6 separate regions of the Mus musculus genome follow, and all the other regions are linked to region 1. The links are chromatin contacts, called in public Hi-C and HiChIP or PLAC-seq maps. All regions are on one chromosome and are shown on one strand. Each heading gives the region's core, a stretch centred on a gene start, on an enhancer-like site or on the middle of the called end of the contact. The rest is flanking DNA. Distances are from core to core; before and after follow the strand shown.

Evidence for each region. Hi-C and Micro-C count contacts between places; a contact is called where the count stands out from the background. HiChIP or PLAC-seq counts read pairs in DNA pulled down with a chosen protein or histone mark.
Region 2: a contact with region 1 is called in a Hi-C map of Sertoli cells, with 9 times the contacts expected there. The contact joins two enhancer-like sites. A contact is called at or near these places in 2 of 484 Hi-C or Micro-C datasets (Sertoli cells and embryonic fibroblasts) and 2 of 115 datasets of contacts at active chromatin or transcription factors (the NIH/3T3 cell line and embryonic fibroblasts).
Region 3: a contact with region 1 is called in a Hi-C map of embryonic fibroblasts, with 3 times the contacts expected there. The contact joins two enhancer-like sites. A contact is called at or near these places in 1 of 15 datasets of contacts at CTCF or cohesin (large pre-B cells), 5 of 484 Hi-C or Micro-C datasets (adipose-derived mesenchymal stem cells, cortical neurons, embryonic fibroblasts and 1 more), 2 of 115 datasets of contacts at active chromatin or transcription factors (astrocytes and embryonic fibroblasts) and 3 of 9 other capture datasets (embryonic stem cells, embryonic tail and embryonic trunk).
Region 4: a contact with region 1 is called in a Hi-C map of muscle stem cells, with 2.6 times the contacts expected there. The contact joins two enhancer-like sites. A contact is called at or near these places in 4 of 484 Hi-C or Micro-C datasets (the N1E-115 cell line, adipose-derived mesenchymal stem cells and muscle stem cells) and 3 of 115 datasets of contacts at active chromatin or transcription factors (the NIH/3T3 cell line, embryonic fibroblasts and pancreatic cancer cells).
Region 5: a contact with region 1 is called in a Hi-C map of Sertoli cells, with 7 times the contacts expected there. The contact joins two enhancer-like sites. A contact is called at or near these places in 2 of 484 Hi-C or Micro-C datasets (Sertoli cells and embryonic fibroblasts) and 1 of 115 datasets of contacts at active chromatin or transcription factors (embryonic fibroblasts).
Region 6: an H3K27ac HiChIP or PLAC-seq map of embryonic fibroblasts shows a contact between it and region 1, with 18 times the contacts expected there. The contact joins two enhancer-like sites. A contact is called at or near these places in 8 of 484 Hi-C or Micro-C datasets (the AML12 cell line, adipose-derived mesenchymal stem cells and embryonic fibroblasts) and 3 of 115 datasets of contacts at active chromatin or transcription factors (the NIH/3T3 cell line, embryonic fibroblasts and pancreatic cancer cells).

What each region holds. Positions count from the first base shown.
Region 1 is chr15:62,325,582-62,330,470 of GRCm38.p6, forward strand. No RefSeq gene overlaps it. Among named protein-coding and RNA genes, the nearest start is that of Pvt1, 290 kb to the left of the region's middle. Within about 2 kb of position 2,845, at least 150 of the 459 cell types and tissues checked have an H3K27ac peak or open chromatin away from gene starts, as enhancers often do. A contact at or near this core is called in the N1E-115 cell line, the NIH/3T3 cell line, Sertoli cells and 3 more, where this site is marked.
Region 2 is chr15:63,555,833-63,560,721 of GRCm38.p6, forward strand. No RefSeq gene overlaps it. Among named protein-coding and RNA genes, the nearest start is that of Gm25702, 77 kb to the left of the region's middle. Within about 2 kb of position 2,744, at least 20 of the 459 cell types and tissues checked have an H3K27ac peak or open chromatin away from gene starts, as enhancers often do. A contact at or near this core is called in the NIH/3T3 cell line and Sertoli cells, where this site is marked.
Region 3 is chr15:61,163,076-61,167,964 of GRCm38.p6, forward strand. Gm38563 (a long non-coding RNA gene) reads left to right here. Exons shown (of 3, transcript XR_875374.2): 2 at 1-60; 3 at 2,359-3,888. Among named protein-coding and RNA genes, the nearest start is that of Gm38563, 8.4 kb to the left of the region's middle. Within about 2 kb of position 2,861, at least 18 of the 459 cell types and tissues checked have an H3K27ac peak or open chromatin away from gene starts, as enhancers often do. A contact at or near this core is called in embryonic fibroblasts and pancreatic cancer cells, where this site is marked.
Region 4 is chr15:63,398,803-63,403,691 of GRCm38.p6, forward strand. No RefSeq gene overlaps it. Among named protein-coding and RNA genes, the nearest start is that of Gm41335, 44 kb to the left of the region's middle. Within about 2 kb of position 2,094, at least 29 of the 459 cell types and tissues checked have an H3K27ac peak or open chromatin away from gene starts, as enhancers often do. A contact at or near this core is called in the N1E-115 cell line, the NIH/3T3 cell line, muscle stem cells and 1 more, where this site is marked.
Region 5 is chr15:63,362,065-63,366,953 of GRCm38.p6, forward strand. No RefSeq gene overlaps it. Among named protein-coding and RNA genes, the nearest start is that of Gm41335, 7.5 kb to the left of the region's middle. Within about 2 kb of position 2,692, at least 33 of the 459 cell types and tissues checked have an H3K27ac peak or open chromatin away from gene starts, as enhancers often do. A contact at or near this core is called in Sertoli cells, where this site is marked.
Region 6 is chr15:63,338,682-63,343,570 of GRCm38.p6, forward strand. No RefSeq gene overlaps it. Among named protein-coding and RNA genes, the nearest start is that of Gm41335, 16 kb to the right of the region's middle. Within about 2 kb of position 1,885, at least 70 of the 459 cell types and tissues checked have an H3K27ac peak or open chromatin away from gene starts, as enhancers often do. A contact at or near this core is called in the NIH/3T3 cell line, embryonic fibroblasts and pancreatic cancer cells, where this site is marked.

The DNA of each region.
Region 1 (4,889 bases), core at 1,595-4,094:
TAGCTGTATGCATGGTACTCCTCTGAGCAGTCTGTATACATCTTCTCTATCATTGTCTGCACTCTGTAAGTGAAGAGGCAGAGAGTCAAAGATATTTCTCTGGACCTCCAATAGCTTTTACCATTCTTGGTGCACTAGTTCATTGATGATGGCTGACACAGAGTCTCTCCTGTCATCTACATCTCCCTGCTGACTCATTCTGGGCACAGTTTCACTAAAACCCCAGAATTTTCATACTAGCACGTGTCTTCTATCCTCTAGTTGTTTTTTGTTTTATATTTGTTAGCTCTTTTTTTTTTTTGAGTGAACTAATTATTGAGATAGCAGGTGGAAGAACATTCAAATCATACCATTGATTATGAGGAAGTACAAGAATAAGCTTCATGATATGGTAGTGAGGAGCTACCAGTCACATCTATTTAACACTGTAGAGGCTCAGGCATGGACTTAGCATTTGTCTCTTGCTCCTCATCTGGATAGAGGTGCTGGTGCTAATGAGATAGTGGGTAAGCAGAAAGGCTAGTCCAGGGAGAATACCATCATCCTGGGATCCTAGGGGAAGCTAGAAGACAGGGGATGGTGATGTGAGGACAGAAAGCAGAGAACAGATATAAGAGCTGGCAGATCTGGTAGATCTGGGGTCTCATCTTTGCTTTTTCACTTGTGGCTTAATACATTCTTTGAGTTTCATTTTCTTCTCCTCCCCCTCCCTCTTCCTCATTCCCCACTTCCTCCCTTCTCCTTCTTTCCATCTTTCTTTGTATGAGGCATGGGTGTGTCTATTGCACACTTGCTGTAATGCACATGTAGAAGTCGGAGGACAACCTTGTAACATCTTACTTAATTTCCCTTTGGGCTAAGTATGGCAGCCTCACTGGCCCATGAGAGTCTTGACTTTCTTGGATTTCCATTGCCTATCTTGTCATAGTAGCACTGAGATTACATATACACGTTCAAACACTCAGCTTTTTACTTGGGTTCTGGGGATTTGAACTCAGCTCTTTGAATTCACGTGGCAAGCAGTTTACAAGCCTGAACTTTCCCTGCAGCCTGAACTTTGTTTTCTGAGCTTCAAGATACTACAGTTGGGTGAACAGATTTTAGTACATCCATGTAAGCACACATAGGGCAGATATGGGCTCAACTGAGAGACTCTGTCTCAAAAGATAAGGTGGAGAGTGATCAAGAAGGACTCTCAACATTAACCTAGGGCCTAATCATGCAGATGGCACCGTTTCTTGGCTTTAGTTCCAGGCCTGTTTAGCAGCGGAGAAGTTGAGTTGACCAATCATACATGTATTCATTCCCTTCCTGCCCTTGACTAGCTGCTTAGAAGTTCCTGCTGCCTTGACTGGTTCACTGGCCTAGAAGTGAAAGCTGGAATACTACCATCCTCCTCTGAGTTTCTTTGGTGATCCCATCACCAGGAGCAAAGCAGAATAGTGGGGATAACAGTTTCCTAGGAAATGCTGGAGAGGCATTTCACACGGGAGGAACCCAACATGGAAAATCTAAGAAGAAGGACAAGATCGTCCCAGGAGGAAGCCTTGACTTACCCAAGGTCATATATGATGGGTATGAGTGAACTCCAGAAGTGACACTTCTTCTGTTGACGCCACATTTTGATTCTTCCTTAAATATAGTGACTATGTCACATAGTCTACAACCAACACTGTGCTGGGATCTGCCAATGTCAGTGGGATTATGAGCCTGTCTTCTGACCTCATGCTTCTCTACTTCCTCCAGAGTTTGAGACTATAAAGGTCACCTTTACATTCTATGTCTTTCGTCTTCCTGAGCTTGACCCTCTGCTTCGGAAGACGCATGCTTAAGCTTGCCTAGAAACCCTCATTGCACAGCCCTTTAGTTGCCCCTTCTGTATGACTCTCTTTGTAGACAAAACCACAAACCCCGATGGGCAATTAGAGATTTTCAGTGGCAGCAATTTGGGATGATTTTGGCTAATTGCTGTCCTGTGTGAAAGAGTGGACATCGTCTTTGACAGCTGGCCTGAGCAGTCAGCAGTGTGTGAGGAGAGTTTCTCTTCTGACTTTGAAAGTGGTGGTGGGGGCAGGGTGGGCAGTGACCTGCTGTAGTCAGTCAGAAATGTTGTGTCTGCCTTTAGCCCTGCACTGGCAAACCCCTGAGCTCTGGCAGACACTGCACAGATTAAATAGGCTTTAGAGTATGCAGAGTTATATTCTCACTCACAGTTTAGCAAGTTTAACAAGGGTTGCTACTTTGTCTCAGCTGAACTGGGAGGATCCCTAGACAAGAAAAGGATGGGGAGTTTGATGACCTCATTATTTACTCTCCTAACGTTTGTTGGGAGTAAATTGTGTGGCCCCTTACTTCCCTCTCTCCCTCCTTCCTTGTTTTCTCCCTTCTTCCCTTCCTTCTCTTTTCTCTTTTCTTTTCTTTTCGTTTCTTTTCTTTTCTTTTCTTTTCTTTTCTTTTCTTTTCTTTTCTTTTCTTTTCTTTTCTTTTCTTTTCTTCTCTCTCTCTCTCTCTCTCTCTCTCTCTCTCTCTCTCTCTCTCTCTCTCTCTTCCTCCCTTCCTTCCTTCCTTCCTTCCTTGCTTCCTTGCTTCCTTGCTTCCTTGCTTCCTTCCTTTCAGTTATACTTTTCTGCTTCAGACAACCAAGCACACCACCAGAGAAAGAGGAAATCAGTTTCCATTCTTACTTTCTTCTAAGGGTAAAAGAATGCACTGGTTTCCTCCCATGGGATCCCTTTCCATCTCTGCCAGGGTCATCAGTGGGGTGGTGTTAAGTGCTGTGCGAAGGCTGGGAAGGTTCTTGTTGCCACACTCTCTGCCTGTGGTTTGTGTCACCTCTGGGCACTGTCCTTGTTCTCCTGAAAGCCGTGGTGTTTACAGTGAATGCAGCATGCTGGGATCACACTGTGAAGCTGTAGGGGGTGTCTGAGTTCACATGTCCTGCATTCCAGGCAAATGTTTTTAATATTGAGCAATGCTATGGTTTGCCAGGGTGAGGTCTGTGCTATTGGAATGCCACCGAAAAGGAAAGTCCCGGACAGATAGTGACTCAAATCATCTCCTCCACTCACAATCCTCGGGGCTTTAATTCCTACTCAATTCCCTCATGATAAATACAGCTCCGTGTGCTTACTGACCGCACCGCTCTTATTGGTTCTGATAAGTACAACTTTCCAAGAGATAGGGACGCAAATTGTCATATTTTGTTGAGTCATGTGTGCTCAGCAACTCTTTCCCAAACATTGCATCAGTAATTGGCAGCTCCCTGGTCTCTGCTGTATGACACTCTATGCCCAGGAAAAGCTCTATCCATTTCATGAAAGAAAGAAAGAAAGAAAGAAAGAAAGAAAGAAAGAAAGAAAGAAAGAAAGAAAGAGAGGAAGGAAGGAAGAAAGGTCTCTCTCTGCCTGGCTGTGATAGCCTGCTCTTAAGGAAGCTGAACCCCCAAGGGAGCAAAGACAAACTGCATTTTCAGATAAGTTAGAAAACTATGGCTATTTTACTTTCCACCTCCACTGGTCTCCTAGCAACAAGACAGCTGATGACTTCTACCAGGAAAAGGAAGCCTGGAACTTGGGGGAGCCCGTCTGAATTCTTGCTCGCAGTCTGATTTATTTGAAGCTTGGCTGCATTCTTGGGTGTGGAGACCCAGAAGTCCAGTCATCGGGGCATTCCCTGACCTTCACTTGACCTCCATCAATGCACAGATAGAGGGAAAACAGATGAGAGGTGCTTTCACAAGATTTCTTTCACAAGAATCTGCTTGGTGGGGAACAGATATTTCCTTTGATTTGAGGAAGGGCAGTCGAAAGCCTGCCTGTGACATGGAATGAAATCTCAGAAAAAGCAAGGAGCTAAGTGGGTATCAGAAACCAGGGGTCCTACTGGTGTCAATCTCTCCCTGAGGAGTTCAGGCAGGGAGTTCTTGTGCCCTTGTTCTTACATAGTGTTGATATTCTCAACTATAAAGTAAGGGGATTGAAACAGATGTCCTTTCAGGGTTGTAGGCCTCTATGTGTTCTTAAATAGTTTCCCAAATATACCATTATATCATCAGCCTTTCTGATTGTCTGTCTGTCTGTCTGTCTGTCTCTCTCTCTGTCTCTCTCTCTGTCTCTCTCTCTCTCTCTCTCTCTCTCTCTCACACACACACACACACACACACACACACACAGAGAGTCACTACATGTTGAGCAAGAATCCAAACTCAGGTGTGGCTCCTACCCTATTCATACAGCAGCAGCTATGTGGCTGACATCCGTGTCTTGTTAGATGGTTTTACTATCAACCGCTATTAGCCTGTGGAAGTAGAACTGGGAGATTCTTTTAACAGAGACTTAAGTTGTACTCTGCCTTTTAACATCTGGTAGACTTAGAAATAGGAATAAGAGCCTTTGAGTAGTTGCTACAATGTGGATTAGGAACCAGTGAAATGATGTGCATACTCAGTGCCTGTTCCATAGTAAGAGCTCAGTAAACAAGGAAGGGAGCTGGAAAGACAGACAGACAGACAGACACACACACAGATTTGTTCTAGGTCCCTGGAGTGTAGGGACTTGTCCTAATTGTCCCCTCACCTTGATATATTGTGTGGCACACAGATCAGAACTAACTTCTTTAGCCCAACATATTCAGCGCGCACACACACACACACACACACACACACTTGCACACACACAGGTACACACAGAGTTGTTCACACATAAATACACACTCATATACTCATGTACACACAGTCACATCCACACCCACATAGGCATATACATGCACACCTGCACAGGTATGCTAAAGAGTAATGAACACACCCAGTCTTGCCAGAACTTTTAAGCAAGGGCCTGAATTTTATAGCCACACTGCACAGCTAAAGTAACTGTCAGATGATCTAACAGTGA
Region 2 (4,889 bases), core at 1,494-3,993, 1.2 Mb after region 1:
CCCAGGGAACTGTCCCCTCAAAGACATATGGATTCTGAGTCCTCCTTATACCAAAGATATACACAAAAAAAGATAATGTGATCATTGGCTGGCTCTACCAGAAAGTCTTTTGAAAGAGATTTTGGAGTTTAAAGAGAGAATGGGGTTCTGAAGCCAAAGTATATGCTAGATAAGAAGCAAGTCTATAGGACAGCCATGCCAGAATCTGAGCAGGAGACTCAAATAGTCATCAGTACTGTGAAGGGAGAGGACAGAGAGAGGGGAGGAAAAGAAGAGGAATATGAGGAAGAAGGAGGAGGAGGAGGCGATGACAAGGAAGAAGAGAAGAATTAATAAACAAGACATGAAAGAATGGGGTGAGGGGAGTGTCTGTGACAGATATCTGGAGCAATAATTGCAGAAAAAAAAAACTACAGTACAATCACTGTGCCGGGATTTGAACCATACTCCCTGTGCTCTTGACCACTGGAAAACACAGATCTCTCTACCTCCTGGGACTGAGCCAGTAATAGAAATGAAATTTGGATAGGTGGAGAGGCCAGTATCAAGGTAGACAGCATATAGTCATTAAAAACAATCATCTGCTAATGTATTTTAGACAAATGATATTGTGTGGGAACATGAGCCAAATCTGTCTGGTCTTCTGACTTTTCAAGAGAAGCCAGAAATCCAGATATCCATGGGAACATTCCAGTGTTTTAACATTGAGCACTAATACACACACACACACACACACACACACACACACACACACACACACATCTAAGGGGTAGATTAATCTACAGGCCTCCAACTTGAAATACTAACTCAATTGGGGAGAAGGGATGTTTTTAGTGCAATATCAAAAACTCTGAACAGAGACAGGAAAGCAGAGAGATACATTTTCAGCATTCCAGAGATGAGAGCACTGAGAGGCAATTTCTAGGAGCAAACTCCGAAGGAAAGATGGGATATAGACCACTTTATGAATCCAAGGAAGAGACATTTATACCTCTAATTGAAATGGAATAAGAGCCAGGTTTACACTCCTAGCTGAAACATACATACATACATACATACATACATACATACATACATATTTAAGTAGATGCCATGGTGAAACCATTACTTTGTATGTCAATGTGATGTGTTCATTTTTAAAGTAACAGATTGTAGACATCCTGTCTTATTGTCTGCTTCCTGCTCAGTGGTGAAACAAACACCTCTGCACCAGGTGTCCCTACCATCACAGTGATCTGCCCAAGTCCTTGGGACCAGATGACTACAGACCAACTCCTCTGAAACTAAGAGTCAAAATAAGCCCTTCTTCCCCTTAAATGATTTGTCATTGGGATGCAAGAGTCGTGAATACGTGGGATGAATAGAGTTTCAGCTGTGGATACAGAGACATGAAAGTAGAGAATGACAACACATGTTCCCCACATTCCCTGTTCTTTCCAAAAGGAATCTCCAGCTGGAGGCTGAGAAAACCTAAGTAACCCTGTTCTGGACCTAGGGCATCCTTTTGAAATCAAGCCCGCTTTTTGCTGCTGTCTCTCAGTGCCTTCTCATCCCTGCAGCCATGGCGTTTATTCTTGGCAATGATAAAGCAACTAAAGCATGATGCATCCTGTCTGAAGCTTCCTCTCTGCCTGTCATTTTCTTTACGCATGTCTCAGTTTCCACACCATGGTCATGTTAAACTATATCATCTAAAGTTGATAATAAAATTACCAGGGTTACAGGTAGCACAGTCTGACCTCAAAGTAGTTAGGTAGGTAGTCATGAATGACCTTGGACTTCAGATACTCTAACGGCAGCCTCTACTCCCCAAGTATGAAGTTATAGGTATGTATATACCACTGTCAGAATGCAGTCCAAGAATGGAGTTATGTGAGAATTCTGAATACTCATGAGAAAATGCCAGGAATACAAGACAAGAGTCTTGTGATATAAGCTTCTTCAAAGCACAGAATTGTTCTTGGAATGTGTTTTTATGCTCCTCCCAGGTGTAGGAGATAGGAGTGAGTCTACCTTAGTCATGGTTATTTATATGCCTCTATGGAAAAACATGTTTTTGCCACATGTGGCTTGTCATTGTGATTGAACACCTTACTTCTGTGATTCTTCTTAACCCTCGGAGTATAAATTGCCTGGCACTCTGAATAAAGCTGGCTATTGTGTAAGACTTTAGTCTGACTCATTTTTAGGCCCTGCTTTCCCAGGTTCATGCTGCTAACTAGATGGATAAACATACCACCACATCCAGTGTATGCAGTGCTCGGGATCAAAACATTGGGCCACATGAGGCTGTCACTCCGATAACTCAGCTATATTCCCAGCCCAAATAAATAACACTGAGTAAGAAAAGGGAGGGTTTTTTTTCTCTCTTATGCTGTTTCTTTGTAGCAAACTTCTAGGAATTTTTAAAGTTGTTGATTTAATAATTCACAGTCCATAATGATTACTCCTCAACCATATGAGTTCTGATCTATACAAGGTGATTAGACAATTTGCAAGAATGAGGAAGAGTGGTTTGGACCTTTGGGAAGTGAAATTTAGAATTTATTGTTCTGAATTCACCCCCCCCCCAGGTAAATAATGATTACATGGTAATAAATTGTGTGATTGTGTTTATTCTGTGCCTGAGGTCAGGAAGTGCTATGAAACAGAGGCTTCTGGGTAGGACTATGGCAGTGAGAAGCAGCAGGAACTACCAGTGAGGAACAGTTCTCATGGAAGAATTCAAGATGATGCAGAGGCCTTGGATTCAGTCCACTTTCAGCTGTTACTATGAGTGATGAAGAAAGATACAGCACATTACCCACAGCTTACAAGTAGAAGACCAGAGCATTCCCAACTGTATCCAAGGAGTGTACTCTCAGATCTATCTAACAGAATGAGGTAAATGAAGCTCACATTTATTGAGAATAAATGAACATAGCTAGGTGGCATTCTATTTAGCAGCTTGCACTTAGAGTTGTACCTTCAATGAGGCAGTGTCCTTGCTGGGCTGGGTTCAGGAAACCAGAGTCAGATTGTTTGGGCTTAAATCCAAGCTGTAGGATATCCTCTGCCCTTGACCTTGAGTTCTCCCACACTTAGTCATAGTGACTTCCTAAGGTTATAAGAAATCCATAAAGAGGCACACTGAAAGTACTATGATGGCATTAATTACAATACTGCATTTCAGGATCAGAAGTTATGTCATCCGCAAAAATGTGCTTCTCAGAAAACAAAAGCCAATCTTCATACTTTATAAAACCTTTAAAAAAACATACCTCATGTTAAATACCCCCACAGACTGAAACTGGATGTAAGAACACAATATTTAAGATAAGAAAGCGCAGGGGTTTGTCTAACTTTGCTACTCAGTAGCAAGAGTCCCTGAGCAAGTCTCAGGAGGCCTCTGGGTACAGTTTGCTGCTGCTTTAAATTATGCATACACTTCTCAAAGCTGACAGAGGAAATACTTGTGGAAAATGCACTGCAAACTTATCTACCAACAAAAACCACCATTGTTCATTTTTCTTGATGATTTAAAACTATTATTATATACATAGAGTAGTATAGGACAATATGATAAAGCGTTACCACATGGGGTAAATGTAAAAATTAACATTACTCCTCAGCTGGAGGGAAGGCTTCCTGCCCATCTCCTCCCTTCAGTGCTGGAATTTTATCTGCCTTGAAGTTGAGCAGGAAGTGGTTTGGTTTGCTTTGGTTTGATCATCCAACTACACATCATCCAAAAATAAGCCTTGTTTGCTTATTTGGGTCTTTGTTTCTTGCAGTGACAGAGAGGGTCCAGGCCTTAAACATGCTCAGCAAGTACTCTGTCCCAGAACTACACCCTTAGCCCGTAGAAATGGTTTGTTTGTTTGTTTGTCTGTTTGTTTGTTTGTTTGTTTTTTAGTGAAAAATGTAAGAGAATGCCAGAGGACAACCTAACTTACTGCTGCAAATTTTCAAAATCATTATAACCTCTAACTCCATTCCAAACACTTACTCTTACACCAACAGGTAACTGTAGCTTTCACTGTCATCAAATAAGCTTTTTATTGGAACTGCTAGAGACCATCACAGAAATCCACATCTATTCACACATATCATGACTGGTCTACGTGGACAGAGCAATGATGGGGTCCCAACCCTACAATAAACACCAGCCCCTAAGGCTTAGGGAACATCAGGGAAGAGGCAGGTAGAAACATAATAAGAGCCAAAGGGACAGGACACAAACTGTAAGGGTGTGTCTTTTATACATAACAGGGAGGCTCCAGTCTAGAAAACTCAACAATATGGTCACCTAATCAAGATCAAAACAATGGCAACATCTGGTGACTTTCAGCATAATGGAGTAAATCTCACAAGGCTCCACTCCTAGATGAAAAGCTACAGACAATGGCTGCTGAGAGAAGCTATCATTTTCCACAGTTGAGTCCTCTAACAGGTTATTCAATCCTAAACTATTTCCTCTCATTACACACACACACAGAGTACACATACATATACATATGCACATATATGAGCAACACTAAATAGATTGAGCAGGTTGTATCTATATATACATATCTGTGAATGTGTGTGTGAATGTGTGTATATATGTGTGCATGTATGTGTATATATATGTGTATGTGTGTATATGTATGTATATGTGGGCATGTTATGTATATGTGTATATGTGTGTGTGTATATGCATATATATATATATGTGTGTGTGTGTGTGTGTGTGTGTGTGTGTGTGTGTGTGTGGATGTGTGTGGATGTGTGGATATCTGTGTTTATGTGTGTGTGTGAATGTGTATATGTATGTGTGTATGTGTGTGTGTGTGTGTGTGTGTGTGTCTGTGTGTGTATGTGTCTGTGTCTGTGTAAAAGAAGAGGTCATAAATTTTAAAGGGGGGGAC
Region 3 (4,889 bases), core at 1,611-4,110, 1.2 Mb before region 1:
TGAAGCTTAAAGAAGATGTACGTGATGTCTCTTCTATGCAGTGGTCTAAAGTGGCACCAGGTATGAAAAACCCTTGAGATGATTTAAAAGATTAAAGCTAATGAATATCTTTCCATGCATCCTGTGATTCACATGGGAAACTCCAGTTGAAGTAAGCACTCAGGTGTGAAGCTGTGCTCTGGATCCCAAGAATTTAGTCACGTGAAATGAGAGCATGGGGAGAAGGCAGGGCTGCAGATGTTGGAGAGACTTCCGGTTTGGATGCAGAAGTCCAGAGAGGCAAAGCATAGCATAGGACGAGGTAGGGTAAGGAAAAAGTGCAAGAGGCTAGCAGAGGAACAAATTATGCAAAATATTTCACATTAAGAGAAGGCTTGTATTGACAACGTAGCAATAGTTACTAGAGAGCTAGTGGTCTAAGGAAGAAGAGCAGTTAAGATACCATGATGACACTGGTTGGGTGTTATTATGGCTTGTATTTAGAGGGTCTTCCAGGTACTCATGTATTGAAGGTTTCAGAGGTCGGGCTTTGGAAGGCAACGAGGGCTCTGACCTCAATAATGGTTTCACATATGGATAGATTAGTGATTTTATACCATTAGTGGATATGATAGTTCATGAGGAGATGGGTCTAATCAAAAGAAACAGGTTACCTGCTGGGTACACTCTTTGTCCTGATCTTTGCCCCTTTCTCTTTCTCCCTACTTCCATTCTTAACTTCTCTTCTTTCTGACCACCATTCCATCATCAGCTCCCCGTTATCTGCCTCACTGACCCCAAATAAACCCGCCCTCCTCTTAAATAATCTCACCTACGTATTCTATCACAGCAGTAAAAGGTTGATTACCACAGGTGAGTTCATCAACTTTACCAGATACAGTAATGGAGTCACTGGAACTGGATAGGCGACTGTGCATGAGAAAAGGAGGAGACGCCAAAGATAGAAGTGAGACCTTTGAGCAGTGGGTAAGTGAAGGAGATATTTACAAGGAAGGAGAAAAAAGGGACATTTTCGTAAAACAAAATAAAACAAGCAAACAAATAATCTCAACAATTTCATTTTATTGCTACTACAGTAAGTACCTATTTGAATCTGAGCAGCAGAAATATCTTGAGGAGATAGGGTCTAATCAGAAGAAACAAGTCACCAGGGTTTATATACTCTTGGTCCTGCTCCTTGCCTCCCTATTTCTTTCTGTCTCTGTCTCTCTCAAGTTGAGTACCGAATAGATGAATCTGTAGTCTTCAAACACCAAATAAATGTCACAGTGTACCAGACATGGCTCCTAGCAATGCAGCTGTGTTTAGTGCCTGATTGGAATCAGATGGAGAGAGATAGAGATAGACACAGAGAGAGAGTCAAAGAGATGGGGAAGGCAAGGATCAGAACCAAAAGTGTACCCGTTCTGGTGACTTATCACCCTGGTGATATGTTTCTTCTGGTTAGACCCCATCTCCTCAAGAAACAGCTAACTTGCTTGTGATGATAACTTACACAGCATCTTCTAAGTGAAGAATTAAACTAACAAGTTAAGAGGTCTGGAGAAGCCCATCAACATGTTTAGTTGAAGAAAGGGGGAGGGACCTTCCCAGAAGAGTGAGAAATCATAATGAGGGAAGAATGGAAGAGACAGACTCAGTCGTTTATGAGGAGGGCTGGTCAGTCCTGCCAAGTTCGGCTGAAGGGACAAGAAGCAGGAAGTCATGGAGCCTTCGTGTCACATACTAAGGGGTCAGGACACAGATCCAGCCACCTGCTCCTCCTGAAATCTGTTTTAAAAAACAGCAAGATGCACAAAAGGACAGCAGACAGTGTAGTTGGGAAATCACAGAATCTCCTTGTAGCTTGTTTATAATAACTTGGACATGCTACATTTTCTCAAGATAAAGGAGCAATGTCTTGTCCATTACCCTGCCTGATTGGAAGCTGAGAGGATATGGACACTTATTCCAGAGAAAAGCAAGCCTCAGGAGGCTCTGGCTCACTAATGACTGTTTCTCCATGATTTCTCCTGTCCCCTTTGACCACTGCCGTGGCTACTGTCGCATCACTTCAATTCCCAGGACAGTACCATTTGCCAGCAGATTCTGCTGTCGAAGCAAAAGCTTCCTGGCTGGTTATATAAAACACAATGTGGGAAAGAGTTAATTGGCAAACAGAGTGACTATATTTGCAACCCAAGAAGGCCTGCTGTGACTTGCTATCTGCAGAGCTAAGCAGCTTGCTGTACAAGTGATATTCGAAGCTTACTGCTGTTAATGCCAACGGGGCCACTTAACACCTCCCTGTAAATGGTCTCAAGATTAATATCTTGCCATTTAGGTTATGTTCTTTTTTTTTTTTCTTTCCCTCCTTAGGATGAGAAATTTTCTTCATCTTTTGCCTAAGAGAAGGTCAGACATGGCAAATCCCTGGGGTGAGAGGCCCACTGGAAAGTTACTGTATAACTACACTCCGTGCAGTATGAATCACAGAACTGGAAAATTACTCAGCAATGAGGAAAAGACATGGCCCGTGGAATCCAAGACCTGCATTCATATCTGTAGACATGAGTTTAACTTAAATTAGTAGTTCTCAGCCTTTCTAATGTAGCAACCCATTAATACAGTTCCTCGGGTGGTGGTGACCCCCAACCATAAAGTTATTTTGTTGCTATTTTAAAACTGTAATTTTCCTATTGCTACGAATTGTAATGTAATGTAAATGTATGTGATGGTCTTAGGTCACCCCCGTGTAAGGATCCTTTGCCTGCAAAGGTGTCATGACACAGAGGTTGCGAACTGCTGACATAACGTGTCAGCATTAACTTTCTTTTATTTAGTGAGAGAGGGAACACAGTAACTCGTTATCACTTTTGTTGGTGGACAGCTCATTCTAACCAGGCCTCCTCCCTTTCCCACTTACTGAAGAGTCACAGCTTCAGCTGTGCATTCTTCATGATTGTTCCACCCCTTCCTTCAATAATGTTCTTTCCTTAGGACTTTCTGACATCCTGCATGCCTAAGGGTTCCTTCTGTTTTCTTCTTCCTCGAATTTCCGTAATAGCTACTTCTCAACTGATCGAAGAAGCAGGAGGTAGGCTGTCTTCTTGATTTTTCTTACACACTCCCTCTAGTTAGTAGCCATTATCATCTCATTAGGCACCATGCATGTGCTGACAACTCTCAAATGCATTTCTGGAGCCTACACGTGTCCTTGAGATATGGTTTGTTTCACTCACCTGCCCAGCTGGCATTTGCACTGGGGTGCTCTTTAATCAACATGTATCTTATATCAACATACTTCTGAGTCATGAACACCTCCTTAAGAATCTAGTTTCCCATGTTTACCACTCCTAAATCAAGTGTACCACAACGATCCTCATGACTTCAGCTAGAAGTCCCAGGTTCATAATCTTTTCCTCTCTTTCTTGCTCTCTATATATATGTTCTCATATGGACTCTAATTCACAAAAACCTATTCAGTTCATTGATTTCTGAATGTTTTTATGCTCATTTCCTGGGTACTGCATTTTTCATTGCCATTCTAGAGCCACTTGCCATCCTTCTCCATCCAGTGCTATTGCTTGGCAGGCTTGGCATCATCAGTTCCCTAGTTGCTGTGCTTCGGCTGTGAAAACAGAGAGAAGGAAAGCCTGGGGTTAAGGGATGTGTTCCATGCTTTCCTTGATTTGAGGCTTACTATACACTGAAGGAATCATCAATAGTAAGCCTACTTTATCCATACAGGAAGCCATTCTCTTGCTCCAGGTCTCCAAGATTCTAAACAGTATTCTTGTGGCTTCTGTGTACCCTGACTTGAATGAAGTCTGTATTGAATGTCCCCAAACTATTTTTACTTGAAAATTCTCTTAGGCTTTCTATTGCTGTGAAGAAACTCCTTGACCAGGGCAACTCTTTTTCTTCTTTCTTTTATTAATCACTTGATTTGTTTACATTTCAAATGATATCCCCCTTCCCAGTACCCTGCCAACCCACTCCATCCCATTCTCCCTCCCCTTTGCCCTTATGAGGGTGCTCGAACACCCACTCTCCCACACACGCCTCACCACTCTAGTGTCCAACTATGCTGGGGAATCAATAGGCAGAACCCCCAGTTGATGTATCGAGCTCACCCATCTCAAAAAATTTACCCCAGAATTGTTTCTGTCTAAAGGAAAGGCAGGGACAAAGAGTAGAGCAGAGACTGAAGGAAGGAAAGGCTACCCAGAGACCACCCAACCTAAGGATCCATCTCATCTGCAGACACCAAACCCCAACACTATTGCTGATGCCAAGAAGCTCTTGCTGACAGGAGCCTGGTATGATTGTACCCTGCACCTGATCATGGCAACTCTTATAAGGAACCATTTTATTAAAGATAGCTCCCAGTTAAGAGATTTAGCTCATTATCAGTATGTCAGGAAGCATGGTGACTGTACTGGCTAGTTTTGTGTCAACTTGACACAGCTGGAGTATCACAGAGAAAGGAGCTTCAGTTGAGGAAATGCCTCCATGAGATTCAACACTAAGGCATTTTCTCAATTAGTGATCAAGGGGGAAAGGCCCCTTGTGGGTGGGACCATCTCTGGGCTGGTAGTCTTGGTTCTATAAGAGAGCAGGCTGGGCAAGCCAGTAAAGAACATCTGTCCATGGCCTCTGCATCAGCTCCTGCTTCCTGACCTGCTTGAGTTCCAGTCCTGACTTCCTTGGTGATGAACAGCAGTATGGAAGTGTAAGCCGAATAAACCCTTTCCTCCCCAACTTGCTTCTTGGTCATGATGTTTGTGCAGGAATAGAAACCCTAACTAAGACAGTGACAGTCAGGAAGACATGGTGATGACAGTTCTATATCCAGATAAGCTGGCAACAGGAAGAGAGGGTGACCCTGGGCCTGGCTTGAGCATCTG
Region 4 (4,889 bases), core at 844-3,343, 1.1 Mb after region 1:
AAAGATAAATCCAAATTACAAAGCAACAGTAGAACAAGCAGTGACATCAGCACCACTGGTGGCTGATATAAAGGTATGGCATCTTTGACAGGTGTGAAAAGTGTGAAGTTGAGGAGGAAAACAGTGAGCACAGAGGAGTTTCTAGAGATCTGTCAGGATTTAAAGTACATACTGCATTATAAAAACTCTTAAACTTCTTTGGAAGACTGGTAGTTATTGCTTTTCCAGAAAAGAGGGTGTGTATAGGTTTCTATTTCATACATTTGTGTAGCAGGTAAAAGGCAGAAGTCAGCAAGTTATTTAACAAAGGACTGGATAATAAAATATCTTGCATCTTTCAGCCAGTGTAGTTCCCACCACAAGCTCAGCTGTGCCTTTAGGGAAATAGCAAAGACAGTGGATAGATACATTCAAAAGTCAGTTTATAGGAACAGACAGCAGGCAGTGTTTGACCTATGGTCTTCAGTTTGCTAATTCCCGAGGCAAAGTTTCCAGGATGAAGACGATTACCATGTCCAGAAAATATTCAGGAAAACATTTAAGGGTTGGATAGTTGGCTCAATAGTTAAGAGTATTTGCTACTTCTATAGAGCCCCTGGAGATGGCTCACATCACCCACATGGTGGTGACTGTAACTCCAGTTTCAGGAGATCCAACATCCTCTTCTGACCTCTACAGGCACCAGACATCCATATGGCACACATACATGAGGAAAAAACACTCACACATGTAATAAAATAAATTCTAAAAAATAAAATAAAATTAGTCAATTACTTCATTCAATCATTTTCACACCTGCAAGAAAGGCTGAGAAAGACCCTGTTAAAGATGCTTGAGGCTCCGTGGTGGGAAAGAGACACTGTCTTTTTTTCTGGTGGAAGTTACAATATAGTGAATCGAAATAATTGAGAACATTCTTAAGAATGAGTGTTGCAAACCAGAATTCCTGACACACACAGACACATCATCATTGGTGTAATGACTCGATTTGATATTTAAAACGATTGCACTTAAAAGTATTTTTAAGAAACAAAATGTCTAGTACATATTTAATGATCAAATAGAGAACTTAAAGGAACCACAACTTCCAGGCAATAAATCTAGTAAAAAGCCTAAGAGACATGCCAAGGACTATGCCAGGAATTATCTGTCTGATGCTTGTGATACCTAAAAGTGACTATTACTCCCATGTGGAAATCTGACTTTCCTTCCCTTCATATTCCTGCTGAGGCAAAAACTCAGGCAAAATCAGCAAGCAGTGGAGGTTGAAGTTTTATGGTGGGAGACTAAGCAAAGAGTCTACCATGAACCCTTGAGAGTCCCACAGAAAACTAGGGGTGGGCCTGGGAACTGGAATCAGGAATCCCAACTGCTACTTCCTGCTTCCAATCACCCTCCCAGGAGAGCTGCCCCCGCTGTGTCTGAGTGGAAGAAAGGCTGAGAGCATCCCTGAAAAACCAAGTTCTTTTCATAAATTCAGTCTTCTGGGGTGAAACAGCAGAAAACAAACAAAGGAACTGTGGGCTTTAGAAAGTAACATTTCCCTTTCATCAGCTGGAGGGCAGTGGCCAGAGAAAGAGACAGTAAAAGCAGCCACACTGCTTGCTGGCCACAGAAGACGAAGTCCCAATGTGCCTTGAACACTCACCCACCAGCTTAGGAGTTCTGTCATGCTCAGAATAACGTGGTTGTACAACAAGGGCTTCTGTTTCTCCCTAATGAGTTGATTATATCCTGTCAGAAGAGTCATAAGGCCATCAAATGTCAAGTCCATTTTCTCAAACATATTATTTTCATAGCAGCTGGGCCTGACTCACTCTCAAAACAGGGCATCCCATTGTTCCCTTCAACAGATAATGCTGGAGTGAAACTCAATTAAAAGAGAAAGGGAAGGGGCTTAGAGGACACATGATCCCGATTCATGCAAGTTTACAATTTGCTGTTTAGAAGCCAATTCTATTAGGATGGTTTGGTCACTTAGTTCACAATTAGTTCCTAATGCCGGAGGAAATAGACATGGAATGTGTTGTTCACCCCCAGGACTGTTTCTCATAAGGGAGGGAGGGCATGGTGTTAGTCACTGCCTGATGCTAGAAAGAGAAGGCCGGAAGTGAGAGATGTGAGTACTAACTCTAAGCATCCCAAGACAACCCTCTGACTATACCTGGTTTATCACATTCCCCAAAGACACAGATATAATATTAACACTAAACTTTACGAATCAGACAAGCAGAGTATTGGATACTCATATCCCAAATGGTTATGAGCATAGTGATGTATTAGACATACTAATAATTAGATCACAGTTGTTAAAAGAATAAGCAGCCTAAGATACCTATGACATGCTACAGAAAAAGTTCAATGAATGATAATTATTATTTTAATCATGATAACAAAACTGGAAATCAATGAAGAAAATGGCAGCCATGAATCAAGGACTGTGACCAAGACTCTGAAGCAGTGATTCTCAACCTTTCTAATGCTGCAACCTTTTAATGCAGCTCCTTACAGTGTTCTCATGATCCCCAACTATAAAATTATTTTATTGCTACTTCATAACTATAAGTTTGCTATGAATCATAATGAAAATATGTAACATTCAAGATATCTGCCCTGTGAGGGTCACGACCACAGGTTGAGAACCACCACTATAGGAGGCTGTGTGATCAAGAGTCATGAGTTCTGAAGCAAAAACCAAATAGTTGTCTCACATTTATATTAATTAATCTACTATATAGCAAGTTTGGCAACACAGACCGTCCAGTGATGATAAAAGAAAGTACATGTCCTACCTACCACCCAGCTCCTATCACCAAAATTGGTAACTTATCTGATCATTTGTTTTGACTTGTTTTCATTTTTCTGTAAGGTGCCAATACAGCAGGCAGATTTTAAAATATCTCTATGACTCCTAGCCTCTGTGCAACGTTTCTTATCACTGATGCAGTCAAATACTAACACAAGTACCACTGATGAGCGATTTCCATGGATACTGGGAAGATGACCCCAATATAAACAATTGTACCTTGTGTAAGCACAGAGTTTCCTGGAGCTGACATCTGAAAAGAAAGTCAGAGAGTGAAAACATGTTCTGACATACTGATGCTTGTTCGGAACTGAAAATAGATACAGAACAAGGAACAAAGAAGTCCACAGAAGCTGAAGACCTGCAGGAAAACAAGAGCTAGTTAGCAGTCCTATAATGACTAGATCTTACAATGAAATGAAATGTTTCCAACAGAATGGGTTTGGGACAGGATCTTTTGAATGCATCTCAATGTCAAAACCGTGGTGCTCTGTGCAAACTGAGACATGTATGACACAGTACACTTCTGAGCTGAAACGTGAGAATTAATTATTAGGTATTGTTTTAAGCCGCAAATTTTGTCATATATCAATAGAAAGCTATGAATATCTTGAGAGCTGCAAATGACAGAAATTTCATTAAGTTCTCTTGCCTCTGAACAAGACTGAGCTATCTAGCTAAGCCTAAGGACTCACTTACATCCTATGTCAAATATTGGCATGTGTGCACATATGTGCATTTATGCGAATGCGTGTACACACACACACACACACACACACACACACACACATCAGGCTTCTGTTCAAAATAGTTGGATAATTAAGGCAAAAAGTTACATATTTTATTTGAAGTAACTATTTACTTCCCCAATTCACTTTTTCTCAGCCTGTCATTTCTTCAGTGAGTATTCATTGAACAACTATCACGTGCCAGGCTACAAAGATATGACTTAGTTTACCAATGTAATGTTCAATGTTCAATGAGGTAGTAGGCTAGGATGCAGCGACAAAGCAAGCCTAGACCCTTAGACATCAAGGAAGGTTTCTCAGAGTTTGTCCCTTGTAGACGGAAACCTTAAGATTCAACCAGTCACAATAGATTGAAAGAGAAGATTATTTCCAGACAGATATATAATATCTAAACTTATCCAAACTTCTCCTAGAGTTCAGAGACTCTAAGAGTGTGTTCGGCATCCATCTTGCCAAGGAGGAGCGGAGAAGAGACAATGAAGAGGTAAGAAAATGACCTCATTTCTAGAGTAAGATCTTATTAAGGAGTTGAGAATTTTTCCTAAGTTCAGGGAAAACCCTAGAAATCAATAATGACCCCACTGGCCAAACAAACCCTATTTCAACAAACTAATGTCTGAAAAACTTGAAGAATCATTTAAAGAGAAATCTTCAGTGCTGAAGATAACAGATCATTCTTATAAAAATGTCAGTCATGAAGACTGATGGAATGACAGTCATGAAATGATAGGGACAGAGATGTGAGGATTATCAGCTCTGAGTTTTAGGTGTAGAAAGTAAAGAATCCTCAAAGAGATATCACCACCAGGCTTCTGCTATGGAGATGAGATGGGAAGGAATATCAATCAACAATAAGGGGACTGTAGCAGACCATCTGATTAGGGATAGGATGAAGGTGGAAGGTTTGGTACCAGATGTTTGCTTTAGGAATGGTCCTGCAGAGTGAGCTTATACAGCCAAAAGTGACAGCCACTCCTTAGTTTATATTGGACAAACCACTTCACCTCCTATGGAAGCACAGTTGATCAAAGCCCTTGTCATTCTAATCATCATTCTAATTACTACTGCCTTCCTACTGAGCCCTTGCCTATCCCTGCAGACAGACAAATGAGCAGCTCAATGGGTCGATGTTTTCAGAGAAATGAATATAGAAAGACGGAGATTGCAGACCCAATGGGAGATCAACTAGGTATTAAAGAGATTCTTTATTTAATTCATCCCTTAGACCCATTTGTCTAGATTAAATAGTTAATATGCACAACTGTTACTCATATTTGATAATTAAAGTGGGAAGATATATGATAAGAGGAAGCATCAAGCTGGCCACAGAAGGC
Region 5 (4,889 bases), core at 1,442-3,941, 1.0 Mb after region 1:
GAGAAAATGGAAGAGGGAGAGGATGCAGAGGAGGAGGAATATGAAGAAAATCAGAGCAGAAGCACATGGCCTGGAGAAACCGCAAGTTCTAAGGGGTCTCATAGATGTGGACGATGGTAGTGTAGTGGTAGATCTGCCCAATCTAGGCACACAGCATGTAATCATATTAACTGTACCAGTTTTCATTGTTGGGCATACTTTGGAGAGATTTACCACAATATACAGGAAGGTATAGACATGACATATATTTATTTTAATGGAATTTCATAAACTGAACAATATGTGCCACCAGAATTTGTACTAAGAAACTGAACCCTATCAGCATCGTAGACCCTTCATACACTCTTCCCATCCTTCACTCTAAAAGTAACACTACTCTCAATTTTTTTGTTTTGTTTTTTGTTTGTTTTTTTGTTGTTGTTGTTTTTCAAGACAAGATTTCTCTGTGTAGCCCTGGCTGTCCTGGAACTCACTCTCTAGACCAGACTGGCCTCCGACTCAGAAATCTGCCTGCCTCTGCCTCCCAAGTGCTGGGATTAAAGGCGTGTGCCACCATGCCCGGCACTACTCTCATTTTTAACACTAAGATAAATTTAAAGTTTCTTAAATTCTATTTGTAAAAGAACTTTACCATAAAGACTCTTGAAAACATTTTCTTTTTCTAAATTCCATCTTAGTATGATAAATCCACTGGCGAGTATAGTTTCACTTTTCCATCTCGTTGGTGGATACAATTTCATTAATTGACCATAAGTTTGGAAATCAGTTGTTGTCACAGAAAGAAAGAGTCAAGTCTTGTGCTAGGTAGAAAACCTGGATAGGTATGAATAACCGACAAGTCACAACCTTGACTTATTTCTATGGCACTGTGCAAGAAAGGAACTTCATTAAGACTGATGTGTAGTCCAGAAGCAAATCCAATATCTCAAATATATCTTCAAAATCCAACAGCCTTTATCTCTCACTTTCTCTAAGCTTCCTTATATTTTAACTCTTTTCCGTAAGGCAAAGGTGTCTTTTCCAAGAAGTTTGTATCACTTCTTATCCACCAGGACCTGTAAACTAAATGGCTTCAGCATTGATTTCATTACTAAAATCAAGCAGCAAATTTTCACTTGGTAAGAAAGTAGTGATCTCGAGGAACATAAAATCTATTGAGAAATGAAAAGCCAGATGCTAACATGTTGGGATCACTACATCCTACCTACAGCTAAGAAAACCGAGGCGTAGAGAAACATCCTTGTTTATTAAGCATGATATGAAGTTAAAGATAAAAGACTAGAGTGTTTCGTTGCAGATTCCAAGTTCTGGAGGCCAGAAACTGTGTGTTTTAGTCATTGGTATAGCATGTGACTTTCTTACTTCAGTGCTTTTAAAACAGTATCTCTACCAATTTCCAAACTCAGAAAGCTTATCCCACCCAAAGCAGAACTGGAAAAATAAGCAGATTATCAGATTTTTTAAAAATATGCAGTAATATAAACAAGTGATTGATTGTTTAGGAAATGTGCAAAGCTGGGAAAATTCAAATAAGTGATTACTTCTGGGATCCTTCTTGTGGTCCTCAGAGAATTCTTCCAAAATCACCCTCTCCTTAAGCCAGACTTAAGTTCTCTTCTCATTCCAGTATGTTCTTAATTATCTTATAGATGTGTACAGCCTCATGTTGTAAGCAGCTGGTCTTATGCTGAAATGCCCTAGCTTGTGTCTAACATGAACCTTGGTATTGCGTAGTTTACCTGTAAGTCACTGTTCCAGAAATATCCCAATCAACAAACAAATGGATTTAATATATTTGTAGTTAATTTCTGGTAGGATTATTCTAACATAGCCACCTGTGTTATATTTTCAACCAAAAAGATCACTTTCAGTGCTTTCAGTTTCACAACTCAGTTGGGTTTGTTGCTTCTAGCATCAACTGGATAGAAATCCAAGTCATTGCTAAATACCTAACATTGCCCAGAATAGTCCCCATACAAAAGACATGTACTGATTAAATGCCAATAATGCCAGTGATAAGAAACCCTGCTATTTATACATACATAAAATGGATAAACGCTTGTCCATTGGCATGTATTATCCAGAAGAAAGAGTATAATGAGTTTAACCAAGAAAGAGTGTCCTTCTTATCTGTAGACCTTATAGACATAGTCATGTGGTCCTCCCCATTTATAGATCATACAGATGCAGTTAGGCAATCCTTCCCACTTATGGGCAATACAGGTGCAGTTGTATGATCCTTCCCATTGGTAGGTAATACACATGCAGTTATTTGATTCTTCTGTCCCATAACATAAGCACAATTGTGTGAACTGCCTTTTATACTTTCCAAAATAAGTACAAAATATATAAAATAGTACTATGCATTTTTATTAAACTTTACTTTTCCTTATACTGAGGAAAGAATAAAAGAACTGGGCTAAATTTCCATGAATACAGAAATGGACTGATAAAGAAATCAAGGCTCAGTGCAGCTAGATGATTTACCCAAGGCCGCATAGTTGCATAATACTGGTGACTTCATGGCTTGGCCTTTTTCCACTGATGTTTTTTTGTTCCAGAACATTCCCCTCCTTTTAAATTCTCATTACTCCTCCACTCTCCACCTTAATTCTCTCTGGACAGAGCAGAATATTAAAGGGAAGCACAAGACTGAGAAATGTATGATGCCTCCTGGGATTTCCATGACTCACTGAAATAACTGCATGTATCCTCTGGGAAATAGTCAGCAAGTGATGTGGGAAGACATTCTCCTTCCTCTGAACTGACTGGGTAGAACAGTCTCTGACTGACATTCTGAGATTCCCATGAGAAGATTAAAGCTCTATGTCCTTCCAGTAGGGAACTATGAGTAGAAAGATATCTTTATCTTCTACAAGGAAATGGGAGCTCTTGTCACCAAAGAGCTATGTTTAACTAAAAGATTAAACGGAGACACAGCAGTATCCCCTTGCCGATGACGCCAACACCCATAGAATCCATGCCTAGCTCTGGACTAGGCACACTAAATTTTATTCAGTGCCTCTGGGAGGGCAAATGGTCCTTGATTTAATGCTAACCTATTTTTATCAGCCTTAACTAAAAAGATTACACAAGCATTACACAAAACATACCATTTTGTAGTATGTTTGATTTTTGCATTGAGTCACTTACAACAATCCACATTATCCAGCTGAGTTCTTAATGCAGAACAGTACCAAGTATCATCAAGTTTACGGTTCCTATATTTGTATATGATAATGGACCATAAACTCTCATTGGTCAGGAGACACCAAAGTCTGACACTATTACTGATCCTATGATGTGCTTATAGACAAGAGCCTAACAAGACTGTCCTCTGTGAGGCCCAACCAGCAGCGGACTGAGTCAGACACAAATGCTTACACCCAACCGTTGGACTGAAGTCGGGAACCCCTATGGTTGAATTAGGGGAAGGATGGAAGAAGCTGAAGAGGAGGGCAACACCATAGGACGACCAGCAATCTCAACTAACCCAGATCCCTGGGAGCTCCCAGACACTGAGCCGCTAACCAGGCAGCATGCATGAGCTGGTCCCAAGGACCCAGATGAATATATAGCAGAAGACTGCAGGGTCTGGCCTCAATGGGAAAAGAGGTACCTAATCCTTAAGAGACTTGAGGGCCAGGGAAGGAGAAGGCCTGGGGGGGGGGGTGCATCTTCTCTTGGAGATAGGAGAAGGAGGAATGAGATGAGATGAGGAATTATGGAAGGGGGGACAGGAAGGACAACAGCTGGATTTTAAATAATAAATAATAAATAATAATAATAATAATAATAATAATAATAATAATAATAGTTTATGCAAAAAAGAAGCCCAACTAATGCCTGGGGTTGATAGGATAGTTAGTAAAAGCAATAGGTGTTTGTGTAATAAGAATCCTCTCTCAGGACAGTTGGTTGATTCAAAGACCATAGACACACACATTTGTTTAGGCACTGACCAGAGGGTATAAGATTGGTTTCACTGGGTGAGTTTCCTCAAGGGCTGCTGCATTCAGTTCTGTCCTTACATTTCATAAAATGAGGTTAACAGGCTAGTACAGACTATGACTAGCTAATTCTTATGTCTTGCAGGATTTCACAATAAGAAAAGATAATTAAATATGCAGTCAAGGCCAGACATTGGGGAGGTAATCGTCTGACTAGCCTCAGTGGAGACAATGACCAAACTATTACTACTAACACTGAGCAATAAACCAAACTTACTCTGGCATTTTTGCCTCTATTCCTACATAGGATTGCAATGAACTTATCAAGAAGAACAGAAAAATTCCTGTATATCATATCTCTGCTCCCTGGCCTCTTAGGACCAGTTAAGCTTGCCTAACGTCTCATAAATCACCAACAAATATCAGGATCACACTTTACTCACAGAAGACACAATGAGGAACAAAGGCAAGTACACAATGCATCACCTAACAGTGTGATTCCTGGGGATGGCAAAATGACTCAGGTCACTGTGTCTGCTGCCAAAGTTAATGACCTGATTTTAATCCCTGGGATTAAGATGGTGGAAGCAGACTAGCAGCTTTCACAAACTTGAAAAAGTAATAAGGGGAAGTGAGAAACAGAATATGATCAAGTTACATTGTATACGTGCCAAGCCAGGTCTTCATACTAACTCAGGAAGCTGAATGTGATTTCGGATTCATGACCCTACCCTGAGTTTTTCTTTCTGTCTCTGAATAACCTACAGTTGTCCTGTGGCCTCCACATGCATGTGCACGCATGTGTTTATGTTCCAGCACACACATAAACATACACAAAACAAAGAGAGAATGAAAAGTGGCAATGAATTACAGAAATAGTGTTTTAAAGATTCTTATAAACTTGGAGAAGAGAATTGATACGTAATTGAATGTTAGAAC
Region 6 (4,889 bases), core at 635-3,134, 1.0 Mb after region 1:
GTCTTATTATTGAATCAAGACTAGAATTTTAACTTATATTTACACAGGTTGTATTGTATACTCACAGGATATTTTGTTATAAATTTTTGAAAGATAAAATAAGCAAATGGTTGCTTATAGGTAATTATGTTCAGATTACAATCTGGCAACATTTTCCAGAAGTGTCCTGGACAACTGATCTCAGAAGTCAAATAATATCATTAGATATAATGTTCAAACTGAAGCTATGTTTTTATTGAATTTCATGAGTCATATTCCTTTCCTGTATCAGTTATAAATTTTACTATTATATTCACTTTGCATGATCTTCACTATCTAATTGTGGTCCTAAAGTTGATTGTGTACTATACTCATTGTTAGGGATGGTACGTACAAGTTAAAATTGCTATCCTAAATAAATATATTATTCTATAAATAACTAGAACTTTCTTTTCTAAATTAATATATAAATAAGCATATGTATACCTCTAAAAGCTATTTGCATACTTTTATAATCTGGTGTCATATGGTAAATAAATGAATAAAAGCATGAAATAAAATAAGTAGCATAAACTATTATTGGTGTACTCTGAACAGTAAGTCTCATATTAACATCAAGTTCAAAAGAGAACTTACATCATCTTTAGGAAAGATTTTAGAGGGCACGTAGGTCTTCACTGGAGTCATTTGTAAATTTGTCAGAGAAATTTCATTCACATCACATCAAAATTTCTTAAAACTATTTAAAGAAATCTTATTTAGGTAGTTATTTATTTAACTTATTTATTTAGTTTATGTGTATGAGTGATTTGCCTGTATGTAATTTTTTTCTGTGTGTGTGATGTGTGTGTGTGATATATGTGTGTGTGATGTATGTGTGTGTGTGTGTGCATGTGTAGTACATTATGACATTATGTCTGGTGCTCATTGAAGTCAGGAGTCATATCCACAAAATTCTAATTACAAACATTTGTGAGTTACTACGTAGGTGCTGGGAATTGAACCTGAGTCCTCTGTAAGAGTAGCCAGTGCTCTAAACTGCTGACCTATCCATTTCTCCAGCACCTTACAGCATTTTCCCCATATTTCATCTGACTTTATCACCTAGTTGCATCCAAGAGTTTCTTTGTAAATTCTTAAACTCTGAGAAACTCTGAATGTGTGCAATTTTTCTCCTTCTAGCTTCCCTAATCTGTCAGATATGGGACTTTCTCATAAGGCCCTCACTCCTTATAATGACAATAAAATAACCATTCCCTGCATCTTAGCTCCATCTGTTTACCCTTGCCTCCATCACCATGAGAAAATTGCTGGGATCTTGATTAGTTAGTATTTCTGTCATGTAAGGATACACATAAGCTCATAGAATGGGTGTCTCCATGTGCACTTGAGTCACAGAAAGCATTCAAACAAGAACAGTGCTATCAAGCCTTGAACTAGGCAATAAAATTGGATGTTCATATTATGTACACATCCCTATTGTGCATACTCTCTGATCCTGAATGCTAGGAATTTGGAATCTACATGTTCTGTCACATTCTCTCCTACCTTGGAAATGTAGTTCCTGAAGAAAAGAGCCACACTGAAGCCTAAGGAACCAATAATCAGTTGCTCTTTCTAATTGAGCACTTCTCTTTGCTTAGATTTTGGAAGAAGCATGAAAATGATTTACTGATTTAGGAACTGGGTGGAGTGGACCACAGAAAGACAAATCAAAAACATCTGGAATGAACTATTTGAGAGAGAAACGGGGAGGGAAAAAAAAAGTAGAGCTTTCAAATGAAACGAAGTACAGATGATTTGGCCAAATTCAAGCCAAGCCAAACACTCACATTAAACATTGCACTTGGGTCTGGTTCAATAGCAGGAGCCGGCAAGGGGGAGCCTCAGCCAACACTGCATCAGAGGCACATTGTGGAGGGAGGAAATGAGTTTAGTCAAGCCAGCTGTGACTTCAAAGCCGTGGCTCTCCCAGAGAACAGTGGGAAAGGGTTCCCCCTTCAGTGAAGACTGCAAAGTTCATCCAAAGACAGTCCGAAGGGAACTAACTCTGGGAAGAAGCAAATTGCATTCCACACTCTAAATAATACTTTCCTTGCATGAAGTGGTGGTGACCATCTATTTAAAGAGACAGAAAAAGAATGAGGAAGAGGTGATAAGGAGACGTCTCTGATGCACATTCCAGGACACACAAAACTGGTGTGTCTGTGTTTGCTTTTCAGCAAAGATAGGCATGTCTTTGCATGAGTCATGCTTCCAGCTATGTGAAAGGTGACAACACAGGATTTCTCTTCTGAAAGATTCCCATGATTTCTTTCCCCTCTTTGAACTTCTAGAAAACTAATATTTCTTTCAATGCATTTCCTCAGTAAAATTTTATCAAGAAACCCATGGTGGGTTAGGTGGGGGTAAAACAAAGATAAGCAAGGAGAAGCTAGACATATAAACAAAGGCTTATGGTATTGAACCAGAAGCCCCTGTTAGAGCAATGGTTCCCAGAGAGTAGTCTCCTAAAAGGTGAAAGCAGAGGCAAGAACAGCACTGGGGTAGGAAAGTTTGCAAGCTCTAGCCTCAATGCACTGAATGAGAAGGTGCAGTTGGTTTATTGAGCTCTCCCATTGATTCAGATAAGTCTTAAACCTGGGAAACCACTTTTATAAAATAGAAACAGAGGCTTCTGGAGCAGAGAGCCAGTACTACTGAGCCAAAATGGAGATCTTCTACCATGTACAAATCATGGGCTCATCTCCAGGTTAGAATTCTATAGGTGGCCCTCTGTCAATACACAACCATGAGCCTTTGCTTCTAAGTAAACTGCTAAGATTCAAAGGTAAGGAATTATTTATTCTACACCCTCCCCAGCCTTCTCCTTCCAGCTCAATGACTCTCAACCTGTAGGTCATGACCCCCAAAGACCAATATCTATACTGCTAGTCATAACAGTAGCAAAATTACGTTTGAGGGTCACCACGACATGAGGAACTTTATTTAAAGGGTCACTGCATTCGGAAGGTTGAGAACTCACTGTTCTAGCTAGCTTCAGGTCCAGTTCTTGGATGATACAGCTTTTAGAACTTACTTTGAGACACTAATTCTGAAAGTTTACACTCCTCAGGAAATCTTGGCAAGCATGTATTTGCAAAACTTTCCAACTCTTGAATATTCGAGAAGAATAGTGGTTATCTCCTTGAAGCACTCACTGGATGATTGGATCTCTACTGGATGATTGGATTGGCATCCTTATCAAGGGTTTTCTCTTAGTATGCTTGGGCACCTCCGCTGATGAAGATTGCACTATCTCAGGCTGCAGTTTGCTTCCTTTGAGACAGCTCCTTTTAGAAAGCACTTCCTTCTTCTGGGCTGAGCACTGCCATCATTTCCATTCCATTTGTTAGTTATAATTCTATCCCTTGGGAACTCATAGCAAAGATACTTACATATTAATGTGACATTCTTCAAGTATTTGAAGTTAATAATTATGTAGCATATGACATCAGTTAAACTCACAGACTCTGGAAGCAGACGCCCTACATTCAAATTCTTGTTCTGCCACTTAGAAGTCTGTGACCTCAAGAGAGTTATTTACTTGCTCTTTACTCCTTGGTCTATATTAAAAGATATAATAATACCATTACATCAAAGGGCTTTTATAAGGATTTCAGGAATTAATGTATGCATATAAGCCTGGAATACTGTAAGTGCTCTAAATGTTTTAGCTATTATTAATCATCATCATTACCATAAAGATCTTGTCAATTCTCTGACCTCAGCCACATTTCTAATTCTATATTTATTCACTCTGGGACTTGAATAATTACATATGTTTCAGTGAGATCTCCTAATTTTCATTCTACCCCATCCATAAATGTGAGTGGTCAGTTGGGACCACATGAATTGTCCTGTACACTGTAATTTTAAAAAGGAGTAATGTATATTCCCTCTAGCCTTGGCATTAAAATCTTCTACTCTACTTCAGTTTATCAATTACCTGCAGAAAGAGAAAGGGAAAAGAGATGCCAAGAAGTTACCAAGAAGTAGTAGGCACAAAGGTTGGAAGACTCAGAACTCTAGAGTCAATACGTAAAGGGAAACTCCCTTTAAAAATCAACAAGTTTGTGCATTCCTGATGGCTAGTATGAGCAAGAAATTGCATTTGCTCTGTGAAACCACTGAAATTTTACAGTCTAGGATGATTAATATGATGGCTTCCAAATTTATGTCTCTTGCTCATCTTGTGTTTCTGTACTCTAGAGCCCTGTTTTATTCAGCCTTTCTAAATAAGACCTGCAGTATGGGAAGGGGTACACTAAGGGCTTTTGGAACTAGAGCCTCTATATTGCCATTTCAGTCCTACTAGAGACAAGCTATATGCTTATGGAAAGACTAAATAAACTATTCTAAACTCTAATGCTTATTAGTAAATTAAATATATAGATGTCTGTAAAACATAAAAGCCATTGGTAGATAGTAAATATTTAATAAATGTCAGATAAAATCATAGTTATGACCTCGATACTCTAAATATGCTCTTTCTCAGGCTAATATATAATGCTATTATCCAATAGTTGTTAAATTTTAAACTACCAACCTAATCTTTAATCACGTTTTGGTCATTCTTTTATATTGAATGAGTCATTGATAAGTGATTAATTGTTTTCCCTAAAAATTTCTCAGATCCACCCACTGGTCTCTATCCTCTTTTGTTAGATCTTTTTATCCTATATCCAGATATCAACCAGCATCTCTGACTCCATTACAGTTACCATTTCAAGTCTGTGCACATGCTCTTGGCATTTATACAACTATAAGGAATCTTTTTAAAGTTCAGTCTCCTCTTGTTAATTCAAAGTCTTAAGTGCATTAATTCCTCCATTGCCTTTTTATAGGACCATATGACTGACCCATCACTT